Linked DNA regions of Pan troglodytes: region 2 is linked to region 1. A link is a contact called in public Hi-C data. All regions are on one chromosome and are shown on one strand. Each heading gives the region's core, a stretch centred on a gene start, on an enhancer-like site or on the middle of the called end of the contact. The rest is flanking DNA. Distances are from core to core; before and after follow the strand shown. Region 1 holds the start of IRS2 (insulin receptor substrate 2). Region 2 has its middle 200 kb from the start of COL4A1.

What was found. Hi-C and Micro-C count contacts between places; a contact is called where the count stands out from the background.
Region 2: a Hi-C map of stem cell-derived neural progenitor cells shows a contact between it and region 1, with 10 times the contacts expected there. The contact joins the enhancer-like site here to the promoter of IRS2 in region 1. A contact is called at or near these places in 3 of 7 Hi-C or Micro-C datasets (blood, induced pluripotent stem cells and stem cell-derived neural progenitor cells) and 1 of 1 datasets of contacts at active chromatin or transcription factors (stem cell-derived excitatory neurons).

What each region holds. Positions count from the first base shown.
Region 1 is chr14:115,393,878-115,400,097 of NHGRI_mPanTro3-v2.0_pri, reverse strand. It overlaps IRS2 (insulin receptor substrate 2), which reads left to right and starts at 2,566. Exons shown (of 2, transcript XM_016925526.4): 1 at 2,566-6,220. The coding sequence starts at 3,133.
Region 2 is chr14:115,724,832-115,730,854 of NHGRI_mPanTro3-v2.0_pri, reverse strand. No RefSeq gene overlaps it. Among named protein-coding and RNA genes, the nearest start is that of COL4A1, 200 kb to the left of the region's middle. Within about 2 kb of position 3,939, at least 10 of the 24 cell types and tissues checked have an H3K27ac peak or open chromatin away from gene starts, as enhancers often do. A contact at or near this core is called in stem cell-derived neural progenitor cells, where this site is marked.

The DNA of each region.
Region 1 (6,220 bases), core at 1,317-3,816:
TCTGGTAACTGAGGCAGTACATGGGGAAAGTGCTAACTGCCAATCCAGAGCTGCTGACACCTTAAAAACACTGGCCTTTAACACTAGGATGGCCCCAAGAAACAAGCAAACAGGAGAAGATGACACTTGCTAACGTGTGACAGGCATAGCAAGTAAATGTTCAATACGGATATGCAAATGCAACTTCATAATAAAAGTCAAAATGAAAAAGAAAAAAATTGCAAAATATACTTTCTCAGAAGAAACCATCACATGATGTTTAAAAGTGGTGGTTCCTTTAGCATTGTCTACTGATGGCTGGCAACATACAGGAACATAAAAGTGGCCCATTTACATCCTCATAAAAGTGGGATGTAAGTGATCACAAAGCCAATAAAACCACACCACATTTTCTTCAAGCACCAAGATAAGAATCCCTTCATCTTTTCTGACTAGACATATTGCTAGGCAACATTTGTGAACATAAGAAAAGGTAACAAGATCTAAAAAGAACGCCGAAGCATACTGTTCATAAAGGTGGCGCCCCCAACACACACAATCATACACACATACCTATACACACACAATCATACACAATCTATTATATAAACAAACACGCACACATGCACACATAGGTGCACAGACTTAACATGGCATTTCTTGAGGTATTATTTTTTTAAGGTATGATTTAAAAATGGAAGATCAACTTTAAACACACCTTTTTGAGGCACACTGGGTGATATTTGCCACAATGATTATTCTTCCCAAATTCAGGCTACTGATCAATAATCCTAACTGTATACATGCTAAAAATAAAAACGCTATAATCTTTGAACTAGTCAGGGCTCTCTTGGCACATAAAATTAGCCAACACAATCTTCAAGTCACATGTTACAAAAACATATTAAAATATATATCACTCTTTCAAAAATTACACTTATTTTCTCTTAGATTAAGATTTTATTACTTTTAAGATACTTCTATGAATTATAGAGGACATCCAAAAGTAAACATCCGGGACTTAAAAACAACCAATATTATAAGATAAATTATTGCTGTAAATTATTTCATGAAGGCACAATTAAAAAAAATAAAATAAACAGCCAAAGCCTGTTTTGTTGAGTTTTCTTCGTTGCGCAGGATCGGGAGCTTGCTGGGATCTGAACTCAGGAAGCCCTCGCCTCACCCTGACTTGGTCATTGAGGAGATGTAATTGCAGGGGTGCTTATTTGCTATAGGCTTTGAAAGTCACAAAAGCCCAGTAGATATATGAATTCGAAGCAGTTCTCCAAGGGCATCTCCAACTTGGCAGTCACCGCCCGCACCGCGCACACAGGTAGTGGACGCCCGCCCACCTGCCCGTCTGCTGGGCGCAGGGCGCTCCTGGGGTGGGGAGGGCGCTCCTGTGGGGGGAAAAGGGGCGCTCCTGCCTCGGAGGTGGAAAGGACGTCCCTGTGGAAGGAAGGGGGGCTCCTGCCTCGGAGGGGGAGAGGACGCCCCTGTAGAAGGAAAGGGGGGCTCTTGAAGCGGTGTGGTGAGAGGACGCTTCCGAGGAAGGAAGGGGGTGCTCCTGCAGCGGTGGGGGGAAAGGACGCCCCTGCGGAAGGAAGGCGGCGCTCCTGCGGGGGCTGGAGAGACGCCCGCGCGGTCTCCCAGCTCAGGGACCGCTGGCTCGCGGGTCCGCCCTCTCCCCAGCGCTATGGAAACCGCACTTTCTCCGCCTGCCGTCCCCGATCTCTTTCTCCTATTACCTCCCAAACGCGATTTCAACTTCCCGACAAGCTGACAAGTGAATGGCGCAGAGGACGCCCCGTAAAGCGCCCGCGAGCGGGTGGGACACGGGCGCCCCCTCCGCGCCCCTCGCAGCCCCGCTGTCCTCCACGGAAGGGCGCGCGCCGCTCTCGATCTGGAGCGCGGTGCTCGCGAACCCGCGGCCGCGGGCCCTGGAACCTCCCCGCGCTTCGCGGCTGCGGGGGACGGAGATGGGGACGGGAGACGGGGACGGGGAACCGGGGACGGGGAGGGGGCGCGCCCACCCGGAGCGCGGGAGCGGCCGCCCTCGCCCAAAATGGGGACCCCGCGCCCCGAGAGCACGGCCCGGCTCGCCGCCCACGCTTCCCCTGCAAGGCCGCAGCCCCCGCCGCCGATCCCGATCCCCCGCCCCGCCCAGCCGCGGCCCCGCCCGGCGCCCCCTCCCCGGCGGAAGCTCAAGCCCAATTAATTGAGTCCGAGGCGGGAGGGAAGGGCCCTGCGCGCCGTGGCCCGCCCCGCCCCTCTTCCGCGCCCCTTTTCCCGCCCTGGGTGGCATCTCCTCCGCCTGCATCCACAACAAGCCGCTGATTAATGAGGCCCGGGCCGCCCCCACCCCGCCCGGCCGGGCCGGGGCCTCCGCGGGAGGGGGAGGGGACGGCGGGAAACGCGGCCCGGGGAGAAAGGGGGGCGGGGCGGGGGCGCGCGGCCCGCCCCCGCGAGCGCCGCGCCGATTGGCCGAGCGCGCCGTCCGTCGGGGGGCGCGGCGCCAATGCGAGGCAGCGGGGCGGGGCGGCCGCGCTGTGTGTGCCTGCGTAACGCCGAGTCACATGTTGTTTTGCTCTTCTTAGTTCAGTCACTCGGTGCGCGATGTGTTACTCACTGTGCGGCGGGGACCGCGACGAGCCCGGGTCGCCGTTGGCAGCAGCAGCAGCAGCACCAGCAGCAGCAGCAGCCCCGGCGGCGGCGCGGACCCCGAGCGCCCGGGCGCACCCCGGCTTCCCGGAGCGCGACGCGGCGGCAGCAGCCCCGGTGCGGCCGCGCGCGCCTTAGGCTCGGCCCCGCGCCTCGGGGACCCCGACTCCCGGCCCAGCCAGCGCGTCCCCCGGCGCCGCCCGAGAGCCCGAGGAGGCAGCGGCCGCAGGCAGCCGGGGAGGGGGGCGGCCACCGCCCGCGCCGGGCATCCTCAGGAGCCCCAGAGCGCGGAGGGCGCGGCGCCGCCGAGCGGTGCTGGCCCCCGCGGGCCTCCCCGGACCTTCCCCACCGCCTGGGCCCGAGGGACGCGTGCTCGGGTGGGCGGCCGGGCGCAAGGGTGGGAGGGAGCCGCCCCCGCCCGCGCCCCCTCCGCCCCTCGCCCCAACCCCTGGGCGCCGGGCCCGGGCCGCGCGGCCTGAAGCGCCCGCGATGGCGAGCCCGCCGCGGCAGGGGCCGCCCGGGCCGGCGAGCGGAGACGGCCCCAACCTCAACAACAACAACAACAACAACAATCACAGCGTGCGCAAGTGCGGCTACCTGCGCAAGCAGAAGCACGGCCACAAGCGCTTCTTCGTGCTGCGCGGGCCCGGCGCGGGCGGCGACGAGGCGACGGCGGGCGGGGGGTCGGCGCCGCAGCCGCCGCGGCTCGAGTACTACGAGAGCGAGAAAAAGTGGCGGAGCAAGGCAGGCGCGCCGAAACGGGTGATCGCTCTCGACTGCTGCCTGAACATCAACAAGCGCGCCGACGCCAAGCACAAGTACCTGATCGCCCTCTACACCAAGGACGAGTACTTCGCCGTGGCCGCCGAGAACGAGCAGGAGCAGGAGGGCTGGTACCGCGCGCTCACCGACCTGGTCAGCGAGGGCCGCGCGGCCGCCGGAGACGCGCCCCCCACCGCCGCGCCCGCCGCGTCCTGCAGCGCCTCCCTGCCCGGCGCCCTGGGCGGCTCTGCCGGCGCCGCCGGGGCCGAGGACAGCTACGGGCTGGTGGCTCCCGCCACGGCCGCCTACCGTGAGGTGTGGCAGGTGAACCTGAAGCCCAAGGGTCTGGGCCAGAGCAAGAACCTGACGGGGGTGTACCGTCTGTGCCTGTCGGCGCGCACCATCGGCTTCGTGAAGCTCAACTGCGAGCAGCCGTCGGTGACGCTGCAGCTAATGAACATCCGCCGCTGCGGCCACTCGGACAGCTTCTTCTTCATCGAGGTGGGCCGCTCGGCCGTCACAGGCCCCGGCGAGCTGTGGATGCAGGCGGACGACTCGGTGGTGGCGCAGAACATCCACGAGACCATCCTGGAGGCCATGAAGGCGCTCAAGGAGCTCTTCGAGTTCCGGCCGCGCAGTAAGAGCCAATCGTCGGGGTCGTCGGCCACGCACCCCATCAGCGTCCCCGGCGCGCGCCGCCACCACCACCTGGTCAACCTGCCCCCCAGCCAGACGGGCCTGGTGCGCCGCTCGCGCACCGACAGCCTGGCCGCCACCCCGCCGGCGGCCAAGTGCAGCTCGTGCCGGGTGCGCACCGCCAGCGAGGGCGACGGCGGCGCGGCGGCGGGAGCGGCGGCCGCGGGCGCCAGGCCGGTGTCGGTGGCTGGGAGCCCTCTGAGCCCCGGGCCGGTGCGCGCGCCCCTGAGCCGCTCGCACACCCTGAGCGGCGGCTGCGGCGGCCGCGGGAGCAAGGTGGCGCTGCTGCCGGCAGGGGGCGCGCTGCAACACAGCCGCTCCATGTCCATGCCCGTGGCGCACTCGCCGCCCGCCGCCACCAGCCCCGGCTCCCTGTCGTCCAGCAGCGGCCACGGCTCGGGCTCCTACCCGCCGCCGCCCGGCCCGCACCCGCCTCTGCCGCATCCGCTGCACCACGGCCCCGGCCAGCGGCCCTCCAGCGGCAGCGCCTCCGCCTCAGGCTCCCCCAGCGACCCCGGCTTCATGTCCCTGGACGAGTACGGCTCCAGCCCAGGCGACTTGCGCGCTTTCTGCAGCCACCGAAGCAACACGCCCGAGTCCATCGCGGAGACGCCCCCGGCCCGAGATGGCGGCGGCGGCGGTGAGTTCTACGGGTACATGACCATGGACAGGCCCCTGAGCCACTGTGGCCGCCCCTACCGCCGGGTCTCGGGGGACGCGGCCCAGGACCTGGACCGAGGGCTGCGCAAGAGGACCTACTCCCTGACCACGCCAGCCCGGCAGCGGCCGGTGCCCCAGCCCTCCTCTGCCTCGCTGGATGAATACACCCTGATGCGGGCCACCTTCTCGGGCAGCGCGGGCCGCCTCTGCCCGTCCTGCCCCGCGTCCTCTCCCAAGGTGGCCTACCACCCCTACCCAGAGGACTACGGAGACATCGAGATCGGCTCCCACAGGAGCTCCAGCAGCAATCTGGGGGCAGACGACGGCTACATGCCCATGACCCCCGGCGCGGCCCTCGCGGGCAGTGGGAGCGGCAGCTGCAGGAGCGACGACTACATGCCCATGAGCCCCGCCAGCGTGTCCGCCCCCAAGCAGATCTTGCAGCCCAGGGCAGCCGCCGCCGCCGCCGTGCCCTCTGCGGGGCCTGCGGGGCCAGCACCCACCTCTGCGGCGGGCAGGACATTCCCGGCGAGTGGGGGCGGCTACAAGGCCAGCTCGCCCGCCGAGAGCTCCCCCGAGGACAGTGGGTACATGCGCATGTGGTGCGGTTCCAAGCTGTCCATGGAGCATGCAGATGGCAAGCTGCTGCCCAACGGGGACTACCTCAACGTGTCCCCCAGCGACGCGGTCACCACGGGCACCCCGCCCGACTTCTTCTCCGCAGCCCTGCACCCCGGCGGGGAGCCGCTCAGGGGCGTTCCCGGCTGCTGCTACAGCTCCTTGCCCCGCTCCTACAAGGCCCCCTACACCTGCGGCGGGGACAGCGACCAGTACGTGCTCATGAGCTCCCCCGTGGGGCGCATCCTGGAGGAGGAGCGTCTGGAGCCTCAGGCCACGCCAGGGCCCAGCCAGGCAGCCAGCGCCTTCGGGGCCGGCCCCACGCAGCCCCCTCACCCTGTAGTGCCTTCGCCCGTGCGGCCTAGCGGCGGCCTAGGCGGCGGCCGCCCGGAGGGCTTCTTGGGCCAGCGCGGCCGGGCGGTGAGGCCCACGCGCCTGTCCCTGGAGGGGCTGCCCAGCCTGCCCAGCATGCACGAGTATCCACTGCCACCGGAGCCCAAGAGCCCCGGCGAGTACATCAACATCGACTTTGGCGAGCCCGGGGCCCGCCTGTCGCCGCCCGCGCCTCCCCTGCTGGCGTCGGCGGCCTCGTCCTCCTCGCTCTTGTCCGCCAGCAGCCCGGCCTCGTCGCTGGGCTCAGGCACCCCGGGCACCAGCAGCGACAGCCGACAGCGGTCTCCGCTCTCCGACTACATGAACCTCGACTTCAGCTCCCCCAAGTCTCCTAAGCCGGGCGCCCCGAGCGGCCACCCCGTGGGCTCCTTGGACGGCCTCCTGTCCCCGGAGGCCTCCTCCCCGTATCCGCCGTTGCCCCCGCGTCCGTCCGCGTCCCCGTCGTCGT
Region 2 (6,023 bases), core at 2,690-5,189, 330 kb before region 1:
CCACACGTTATACAAAACACCCAGCTCAGCTGCTCTTGAATTCCCACCCCACAGAATCTGTGAGGTCATGAATGTAGGTTGTCTGAAGCAGGTAAATTTTGTGGTGGTTTAATTATACAGCAGCAGATAACTAACACAGCCTACGAAGATCTGGAGATTTGGAAATTAGGGAGATACTACAGTTTTCAAGGACAGCAACATGCTGAGTCTCTAATTTATTATTAGTTTTTGAAACAAAACCATTTATCTTCTCAGTTTTTATGGGTCAAGAGTTTAGGAGCCGTGGCTGGAAGGCTCTGGCTCGGGGCTTTTCACAAGGTTGCAGTCAAGGCGTTGATGGGGGCTGCGGTCAGCAGAGGGCGTGACTAGGGCTGGAGGACTCGGTCTTTTTTTTTTTTTTTTTTTTTTTTTTATTATACTTTAAGTTTTAGGGTACATGTGCACGATGTGCAGGTTAGTTACATACGTATACATGTGCCATGCTGGTGTGCTGCACCCATTAACTCGTCATTTAGCATTAGGTATATCTCCTAAAGCTATCCCTCCCCCCTCCCCGCACCCCACAACAGTCCCCAGAGTGTGATATTCCCCTTCCTGTGTCCATGTGTTCTCATTGTTCAATTCCCATCTATGAGTGAGAATATGCAGTGTTTGGTTTTTTGTTCTTGCGATAGTTTACTGAGAATGATGATTTCCAATTTCATCCATGTCCCTACAAAGGACATGAACTCATCATTTTTATGGCTGCATAGTATTCCATGGTGTATATGTGCCACATTTTCTTAATCCAGTTTATCATTGTTGGACATTTGGGTTGGTTCCAAGTCTTTGCTATTGTGAATAGTGCTGCAGTAAACATACTGTGCATGTGTCTTTATAGCAGCATGATTTATAGTCCTTTGGGTATATACCCAGTAATGGGATGGCTGGGTCAAATGGTATTTCTAGTTCTAGATCCCTGAGGAATCACCACACTGACTTCCACAAGGGTTGAAAGGCCTTTGACAAAATTCAACAACCCTTCATGCTAAAAACTCTCAATAAATTAGGTATCCATGGGACATATCTGAAAATAATAAGAGCTATCTATGACAAACTCACAGCCAATATCATACTGAATGGGCAAAAACTGGAAGCATTCCCTTTGAAAACTGGCACAAGACAGGGATGCCCTCTCTCACCACTCCTATTCAACACAGTGTTGGAAGTTCTGTCCAGGGCAATTAGGCAGGAGAAGGAAATAAAGGGTATTCAATTAGGAAAAGAGGAAGTCAAATTGTCCCTGTTTGCAGATGACATGACATATCTAGAAAACCCCATTGTCTCAGCCCAAAATCTCCTTAAGCTGATAAGCAACTTAAGCAAAGTCTCAGGATACAAAATCAATGTGCAAAAATCACAAGCATTCCTATACACTAATAACAGACAAACAGAGAGCCAAATCATGAGTGAACTTCCATTCACAATTGCTTCAAAGAGAATAAAATACCTAGGAATCCAACTTACAAGGGATGTGAAGGACCTCTTCAAGGAGAACTACAAACCACTGCTCAATGAAATGAAAGAGGATTCAAACAAATGGAAGAACATTCCACGCTCATGGGTAGGAAGAATCAATATCATGAAAATGGCCATACTGCCCAAGGTAATTTATAGATTCAATGCCATCCCCATCAAGCTACCAATGACTTTCTTCTCAGAATTGGAAAAAACTACTTTAAAGTTCATATGGAACCAAAAAAGAGCCCGCATCGCCAAGTCAATCCTAAGCCAAAAGAACAAGGCTCAGTCTTTGTTAGATAAGGTATCTGGGAGAGCTGCCAAGGGGATGGTAAGGGGGTGAGCAGAGATGGGAAAGCGCCACGTGGGACACCGTTCTGTCCCGCCACCCAGCCCGCCACGCAGCCCGCCACGCAGCCTGCCACGCAGCCCGCCACCCCGCCCACCACCCCGCCCATCACCCAGCCCGCCACGCAGCCCGCCACGCAGCCCGCCACCCAGCCTGCCACGCAGCCCGCCACGCAGCCCATCACCCAGCCCATCACCCAGACCACCACCCAGCCCGCCACCCTGGCCAGCCTTATCTTCTTAGTCTGTTAATCTTCTGCTAATATTGTTTGTTTGTTTGTTTGAAATGGAGTTTTGCTCTTGTTGCCCAGGCAGGAGTGCAATGGCGAAATCTCAGCTCACTGCAGCCTCCGCCTCCCAGGTCCAGGTGATTCTCCTGCCTCAGCCTCCCGAGTAGCTGGGATTACAGGCACCCACCACCACACCTGACTAATTTTTTATATTTGTTTTAGTAGAGATGGGGTTTCACTATGTTGGCCAGGCTGGTCTCGAACTCCTGGCTTCGGGTGATCTGCCTGCCTTGGCCTCCCAAAGTGCTGGGATTACAGGCATCAGCCACTGTGCCTAATATTCTGCTAATATGACCATCCTAGACTCTGTAGTAAGAGATTCTAACTTTGAAAACAGCAGAGTTTGCCTGATTTTATTTGCTATTTTTCAAAGCGTGCTGTTTCATCAGTGCCTATGCAATGATGTCTATTTTCCATTGGGGGCCTGTCAATACCAGGTGAAAGAGGGGCACCTGTCAATACCAGATCTACTTGGCCGCTCTACAAGAAGATCTGGTATTTACAGTTGCCCCTCTTTCAAGCTCAATCCCTATCTGTTTGGAGTCTAAAACAACCTGCAGACTTTCTTCTTCCCTGTGGGTTTTCCCTTGTTTAGTTTATTTATATCGGAAGACTCCACGAAGGGATCAGAGCGGACAGCTTGGGACTGAAGGGCACGTGGTGTCTGACTGGTTAGACAGTAGGGAAATAAGAGCTCCACAGAGGGAAGGGAATGGAGTAGCTAGCGCTTGGAAAGAGACGGCTGGGGGTTGACTTGGCAGCTTCTGGGAGTGCATGGCAGGCTTATCCCTCCGTGGAGGACAGGCCTGACTCAGCCGCCTGTCTCCATAGGGGGAGGAACAAGGCGGAGGCGTGCATGGCCGGGCTGCAGGACAGCTCAGCAGCGGGAGCATCAAGGGCTGCCAGGGCCCTGCAGAAGGCACCGCTCCGCCGCAGAAACTGCCTTTTCCGTATTAGGATCATGATCCTGTAAAGGTGCAGCTGCTGTACCATGCTAATGAGCTCTTAAAATCTGTATTGCAGCACGTAAGTAAAAAGTCTGAACAAACTGTCTTAAAGAAAGAAGACGAAGAAGAATGAACTATCAGTCACTGTTGTGAGCACTCTTTGAGGAGGCAAGGAGAAGTGTGCTTTTAGAATTGACTGCATTTTAAAGGACACAATGCCATTTTCTTGGAACTGGAGCAAGATAGAAATGTATGAATTTGTTGTCCCAGAGGGTGATGAAACTGTCTCTCAGGCAGAGTTCAAAGACCCTGAGGGACCCAGGAGATTTGTGGGAACGTCAGTTAGTGGGTTTCCTTTTTCATATGAAAAGGCTCCAGCAGTTAACCAGGCGTATTTAGGAGCATGGTGATGTGAATTTCCAAGGCTTCTCGGGGTAGCATTGCAGTATCAGACAACACAACAAAGTGAAGCTTCCTGAAATTCAAGACATTGTTGGGGACTTATCTCCAGTAAGGATCAGTTTAGGGACACATAAGGGAGACAGGCCACGCCTCTCTCCTGGTGTCCTCTAATACCCTTAGCCAGCAAGCACCTTAGACTACAGGAAGGGGGAAAATGGGGAAGAGGTCCCACTGATGTGGATAGATGGTCCAGTAGGGGTGTTTCTGAAGCCTGTGCCTGGGGTCTTGGCGCTTTCCCCTTCTCTCTGCCGGGGCTAGTCCCTGACTCCTGGCCCCTGCACCCTATCTGTCCTTTTTCTTGTCTGAGCCTAGAGACAGAAACCACCCAAGACCAATGTCAACTTGCCATGTCAGCCAGGAGCCTTCCCCTGGGTGGCAGCACACTCCACACAAAGCAGGCAGAGCAGGCCCGCTGCAGCATCCAGGCCCTGCTGGGAGGGATCCCTACTGGAAGTGCACTCACAGCCTGGTCAGCCTCATTCCTGGGCCTCTTGAGGCTCCCATGCATTTGCCAGAGCCCGCCCACACTTGCACTCCTACACTCACTTAGAAACACACACACACACCCCCACAGCCACACACACACACTCACATGTACACAACCACATCAACACTCACACACTTATTCACAAACTCACACACACACTCATACATGCACACAGGTGTATACTTGCACATCCACACTCATAAATGCACATCCACAGCTCACACAACCTCATGCACATACACATATACACACATTCACACTCATCTCTACCCACACACATGCACACTTATTCACAAACTTATACATACACACACAGACAGGCCCATACACACACCCAACACAGGCAGTCACACAGGCACACACCCTCTCACTCTTGCACATGCACACACATTCTCACACACACTCCTATACTTATTCACATACACACTCTGTGACACACTCATGCTTGTAGACACTCACATGCACACTCGCCCATACCTAACATGATGTTACACACACTCAATCACAGCATGCTCACAATCAAACCCACACACGGTCACACACTCACACACGTGTGTTCTGTTGCACACTCACACTCTCACACTGGTGCAGTGCCTCCCTTGGGCACCTGCTGTCTTTGGCTCTAAAGCTTACGGAAGTGGCGGCCTTGCCCGAGCCAGGCCTAGTTGCTTGCTAGGGCCTTGTTAATGGCGCCTCAGTGTGGAGAACGGCGGGAAGTACGTTTTGCTTCCCAGGGTGGTTGATCCCGAGACCACAGGTTCCAGCCTGTCCGCCGCCCCAGGATGCTGACAGGAGCTGCCTCCACTGCCTTGCGTGCCATGTCTATATTAAATTAGGGGTCCCCATGTCCCCAAGGCCCACTCTCCGCTAGGCTGTGCCCCTGACGTTCACAGAGGCAACACCCTCTTTGATGACTTACCAGCGTCCACAGAGTGACTCCGAAGGCCAGAAGTGCCAACAACTCAACTGGGCACTTGGCACCACACTTGGAACCTCCGACTGCCCCAAGCATGTGACCTGGGAGCCTCCTGGATCCATGCTGCTGTGGCAGCTCCCTCCAGAACTTCAGGTCCCATCGCCAAGGGATCCCTGAGAACAGGGCTGACAGAGAGCCTTGGCCACATGAAATGCACGGGAACACCCTTTATGTCCCGTGTGTTTTGGGAAGAGGAAGGACCTGGCACTGCCAGGAAGGTCTGGGCCTAGTCTTAGCAGTGCCACCCTTTTGTGGAGGGACAGTGTTCTGAGCCTCGATATCCTCCTACGGAAAACAAAGGTTTTAGGACTTTGATCTTAGTGCACTCGGGCCACTGCAATGAATTGCCACAACCTCGGGCTTGACACAAGAAGTGTGTTTTTTCACAGTTCTGGAGGCTGAGGGTCCCAAATCATGGGGTCCACAGGCCGTGGTCCCTCTGAAGGCTCCGGAAAGGGTCTCCCCTGCTTCCAGCCTCTAGTGCTGATGCAGTCCTTGGCATTGCTCGGCTTCCAGCCACATCGCTCCCGTCTCTGCCTCTGTGGTCACTTGAGGTCTTCCCTGTGTGTCTCGGTATAAATTTCCTCCTCTTAGGAGGACCTCCATCATTGGATTAAGTCCCCAGGTAAGCCAGCATGACCTCATTTTAACTCGATCACATTCACAAATACCTATTTCCAAATAAGGTCCCATTCACAGGTATGGTTTACAACTTGAACTTGGCTTTCTGGGAGACACAATTCACCCCTAACACTGACCTTCAAGATCGTGACATTTAGAGATGATGTGTAACCAGAGATTATTAATATTATAGTAAATGACATGAAGAAAAGGAATAAAGTGTCAGGCAGCTCTACCCACCAGCCTGAGCACATTTCTGAATCTAACTGGCAGCTCAGTTTGGGGCAGTTCTCACCCTCATCTGATCTTCTGCTACTCAGGACTGAGAGTCCTGCTTTAGAATCTGCTCAGCCCTAACATCTCAGGGCCCCACAGAGGCTCGGCCTTCCTTC